Linked DNA regions of Gossypium arboreum: region 2 is linked to region 1. A link is a contact called in public Hi-C data. All regions are on one chromosome and are shown on one strand. The core of a region is the stretch at or near the end of the contact, and the rest is flanking DNA. Distances in the headings are between cores, read along the strand shown. Region 1 holds the start of LOC108472171 (leucine-rich repeat receptor-like protein kinase PEPR1). Region 2 holds the start of LOC108485490 (auxin-responsive protein SAUR32).

Region 1 (2,700 bases), core at 187-2,686:
AGGTATCGATAATCGGGCATTAGTATCGATACCTCCATGATATTACGATTGTGCAGAAAGTTAGTAACTCAATTTGGTATCTATACCATGTCTCGAGTATCGATACTCAGGGTAGAATTACTGATACTTTTTGATAGGGTATTGATAGTTTGCTGGTTTGAATTTTTGCAGAGAAACAAAATGTTGATTTGGTATTGATTTTCTAAGTGGTATTGATACCATCTATGAGAATTATCGATAGCATTGAATGAGTATCGATACCTACGCGATTTATTTTGAATTTTTGTTAAGTAGCCTTAAAGCATGTTTCTATTTTGTTATAAGCCCGTTTGATGTATGTCCAGCATGATTTAATGTCGCCTAGGATATTTATGACTTACAATATCTATAAATGTTCAAATTTGATGATGTTCGCATGCCAATGAGACGTTCTATAATATGTGATACTGTGATGGTAGTGTAGCGTCCTTTTACTTGCACTCGACAACTGGGTCAAGTATAAGGTGTTACAGCGCTTAAGCATGTTCAAAATTACATTCTCTCAATTATTGCAATAGCAATAATGTGAATTAAGCTAAAACTTAAACAAAGAAAGTAAATATAAATGGAAGATTATGAAAAAATCTTTCACAAACTTGCAGCATTTTTTTTTTAAATGCCAAAAGGTTTTTTGACCTATTTCGAGCCCCACTTTGGTAATATGGCTCCCGCTTGCAAAAATTTTTTGCGTTTCCAAAAGTGGAAGCCATACACTATTGGGTGAAGGCTATAGGCCCCATGAGCCACTCATAAAGTAGCAAACTTAAGCATTTATTTATTGCCTTTCCTCTTTCTGGAACAGGACAAAGGCCATATAGTTAACATATTTGGATCAACTTTAGGCCATATTATACCAGCATCATATAAGATCCGAAACTGGTAGTATTTTAATGAGTCTGCCTTTCCTGATAAGGCCTGATAAAACAGTGAGAGACTTTTAGGCCCATTTTCCATCTCACTTCTCTCCATATTATTGGTAAATATATAGAATTAGATATAGAAATATGCCCATGACTATTCATAAATCATATAGTAGTGAGTTGAGAGGTTTGGAGAGTAATGATGGGGTTTTATGTTGCTTGATTAACAACCAAGTGGTCTATCATTAACATTGCCACAGAAGCTAACTTAAATTGTTCTCCAAGACATTGAGGCTTAGTTTTATGTTTTAAGACTAAATGATATTATAGGAGAGAATGTGCAAAAACAAACATGTCTTGGATAATATTATTGCATTGTCTGAGAGAGAGCATGGCTGGCCTCCATTTTTTCGACTTTCCAAAGAACAGCATCATATTTTTATTGGTCATTATGGGACCCCCCTCATCTACTTTATACAACAGCATTGTTTTACTTTTTATCAAAATAGCCCTTCTAGGAGCTTCCCTTTTGAGTGCAAAGGTTGTAACTTTTACTCACTGTCATGAATCCAACAGGAAACGACTAGATATCGGAACTTGTTTCAACACACATGTGCACCACTTCAAGCACCGAAAGGAAACAAAAATCAGCAACATCTGTTGGTTCCAAACATAACATGAAATAAAAATAGCATTTAAGACAGTGAAATCGATGTCACCAAGAGAAGTTCCATGGAAGTTAAATAAGAACATGGTGTTGTTATTCCAGTATCATGTTATCTGCTCATTCATTCTTTTCCATGTTTCATCAGCCTCATTATCTCCGCCTGCAATTTTCCTTCTACAGTTCTTTAACAGCCTCCCAAAACACACTCAACTTCTGTTACCATGGAATCAATCCGATTCTCCATCTCCAAACTCTCATTGCCAATGGGCTGGAGTGTCTTGCTACTCCAAAAAGAGCTTTCAGGTCAGAGCCTTGAATCTATCAGGCTTCGGGCTGTCTGGTGTATTGAGCAACTCTGTTCCTCATCTTTGCCTCCACCAGCGTATGCTCTCCCTTGACCTCAGTGGCAACAGTTTCAGTGGTAATATACCTCAAATTCTGGGGAACTGCAGCCAACTAAATACCATTCTTCTCAATGATAACGGCTTTGAAGGATCAATCCCTCACCAAATTTTCATGTCAAAGTGGCTTAGGAAGATTGACTTGGGTTATAACTCACTCTCTGGTGGAATCCCCCCTGAGGTAAGTCTTTGCATCAATCTGGAATATATTGGTCTCTACAACAACTTTCTAAGTGGTGTGGTTCCGGGTGAAATGTTTTCTCTACCAAATCTGAAGTTCCTCTATTTAAACACAAATAACCTCACTGGTTCGGTACCTGATTTCCCACCTTCATGTACAATTCTTGATTTCTGGATTCACGAGAATGGATTTTCGGGTTCTTTGCCTCGTACCCTCGGAAACTGCTATAACCTTACAACATTTATAGCATCCTACAACAAATTCCAAGGGGTCATTCCACCAGAGACTTTTGAGGGGCTTTTGCAACTTGAAGTTCTCTATCTTGGTGAAAACAATGTGGAGGGCGAAATTCCGAACACTTTGTGGAGTTTGCAGAACTTGCAAGAACTTATTCTGTCAGGGAACAAGCTTAATGGAACTATTTCTGAGAGGATTGCTCAATGCAATCAGCTTGTGGCAATTGCACTTTCAGGAAATAATCTGGTTGGTCCCATTCCTCGGTCAATAGGAAATCTTACAGGTTTAGCTAATTTATTTATTTATAACAACAAA
Region 2 (2,700 bases), core at 82-2,581, 530 kb after region 1:
ATATTTTTAAAATATAAATTTTGGATTTTAAAATCTATTTTGAATATTTTTATATTTTTTAACTAGAGAGAATAATTTTTTATTTTTAAAATTGATAGGATCAAAGAACATTTATTCCAATATATTATTGGAATTATAAAATTTAACTCTACTCAAAAATAAAACTCAAATAATTAAAATAACTCAGAAAAATTCAATCCAATTAACTCAAAATTTAAATTCTTTATTAATTTTTTCAAATTAAATTTTCTAACCTATGTAAACGTAAACATATATGAAACTGAATATAGGCAGGATATATCATATGCTTGGAAATTGCGTGGATTGTGGTAGCACAACCTCATGACAGGCAGTCAGTCAAACATGAAATCAAGCCTTTCATTATTTTCATGGAGATGACGAGTCAAGTAAACAAAAATCAATTGTGCTTCTGTTTTTTTCTTTCGTCATAACCCCAGAAAGGTTCCAAGTTCCCACCGTCTCTTGTACGCTTGCAACTTTATATTCCTCCTCAATTTTACACCATATACGTTCACATTAGCATGGAAATGGAGAAAGAACAAAAAGAAACCAAATGAACTTATGTGTAAAGAATAATCCTGTAATTCATTTTCAAATTTCAAAGGTCTCTGCAATGGTAAGGAAAGCAAAAGCTACTAGAAAACATAAAAACAAATTTGCATGACCTTTTAAGAATCTAAATCCATTAATTCAATCAAACCCTAAAACAAACACCAGCCATGATGGTGGTGGTGGTGATGGTGGTCTTTATCGATCATCCCTTGAACATTGCGAAACTCCTGGACATGGCAAGGGATGGTGATGGGGCCTTCATGATCGAAACCATACTCTTCCTCCGCTTCCTTCAAGAGCTGCATGAACAAGGGGTGGGTGATATAGATGAGCGGGATCACAAACCTTTGCTGCTCTTGGCCTTGACCCACCAGGACCGCCAGGCACCCCTTTGGGATATCTTTGAGGTCCTTGTTCTCATGATTGTGGAACCCGTGAAGATGAAGGTGCGGCATATGAAGGTGGAAGCTCACGTGCTGCTGCTTGTCTCCTCCAATCCCCATTTTTGAATTTTGATCTTCAGCAAGCAAAACCCCAAAAAGCAAGAAGGCCAAAGATGAAACATACAGTACTATATAGATAAAGGGGGTTATAAGAGAAGGAGAGAGAAAGGCCAAGGATCAGAAGAAGAAATGGCAAGCTTGAAAAGGGTAAAAGAAGAATCTGTTAAAGAAGTTGGAAGGTTGCTCATCATAAATTGATAATCATCAATCAAACAAGAAAAGGTGGAGGAGTGAGAGATTGTGGAGAAGTAGAGGTGGGTATTTATAGCCCAGGCCAGGGTTGCTTAGCTTACACACAAATTAAGGCTTTCGGGATGGTAGATTTGACTAGGAATCGGACAAGGCCGAAATGACCGTGTCTCTTGCCAATCCTTATCTTGTTTGTAATATTTATTTTTTATTTTACAGCTGGAATACATTTCTCAGGTCAAAAGGTTTTTTTTTTTATATCATAGATGACATAATTATATAAAAAATAAAACCAGAGATTTATTTGATAGAATATATTAATAATAATAAATATTTATTTCAATATTTTGTTTTAAAAAATTATGGCTTGATTATATACACTTAAGATATATTGTACTATTTACTCAAAAAAAATATATTGTACTTCACCTTGTTTCACTGAGGACTCAATAAAGTTTCTGTCCTACTAAGGGTATGTTCTTCATTACTTTTGGGATGAACTTTTGCTAAAAAAAGTGCTTTTCTCTTAAAAGCAATGAATAATACAAATCATTGGGGCAACTTTTTTAACTTTTGGGATGAGCTTTTTTAGATATAAAAAAGTAGTAAATTTTAACTTTTTCAGTCAAAAAGTATTTTTTGCTGTTATTTTACTTTTTTAACCTTACTTTTTGACTTAAAATGTGTTTGATGCTATTATTTTGTGTTCTCTTTCTTGGTTATTTAATATGAGTTTTACAAATGTGTTAAAAGTATTAATTAAAAATAAAAATATTTTTAAAATACTACAATTGTGCCAATATCTAATTATAAATATTTAATTATTATATTTAAATATAGTTTATATATTCTAATTAAATTTAATAAATAATTAATATTAATTACTTAGAAATATTTAAAATTAATATTATATATTAAAATATTAACAATAAGTTATAATAAATTATTTTTTTTATATTTTTACTAAAATATCATAATATTAACTAATTTGAACATTATTTAAATACATATTTGTTACTTTATAATATCATGTCTAAAATGGACATTTTACTTTTCAAAAGCACTTTTTGACAGCAATATCAAACACTTAAATTTTTCCAAAGCACTTCTCAAAAATACTTCTTAAAAGCACTTTTCCACAGCACTTTTCAAAAGCACTTTTCAAAAGCAATGAAGAACTGGCCCTAAAGCTTATCATCTTGCTAGAAGTAAAAATCTCGCCATCTATCATCATTTGTCACTTATATGACATGTTGTTGGAAATAAATTACTATAAAACGAAATCGTTAGTATTGACAAGAAATAGTTATTGTATCATAAAAAAAAATCATTATCTTAGAAGTAAATCTGTCCTAATTGATGTAATCGTGTAGTGGACATCGCCTCTTAAGGTTAACACAATATTTTAATATTCGTACACTCAAATAAATAAGGT

The links. A called contact is a pair of places that touch in the nucleus more often than the background predicts.
Region 2: a Hi-C map of leaf shows a contact between it and region 1, with 5 times the contacts expected there. The contact joins the promoter of LOC108485490 here to the promoter of LOC108472171 in region 1. A contact is called at or near these places in 2 of 5 Hi-C or Micro-C datasets (both in leaf).

The regions. Positions count from the first base shown.
Region 1 is chr8:58,469,177-58,471,876 of ASM2569848v2, forward strand. LOC108472171 (leucine-rich repeat receptor-like protein kinase PEPR1) reads left to right here and starts at 1,437. Exons shown (of 2, transcript XM_017773681.2): 1 at 1,437-2,700. The coding sequence starts at 1,612.
Region 2 is chr8:58,995,395-58,998,094 of ASM2569848v2, forward strand. It overlaps LOC108485490 (auxin-responsive protein SAUR32), which reads right to left and starts at 1,332. Exons shown (of 1, transcript XM_017789338.2): 1 at 581-1,332. The coding sequence starts at 1,076. The coding sequence ends at 723.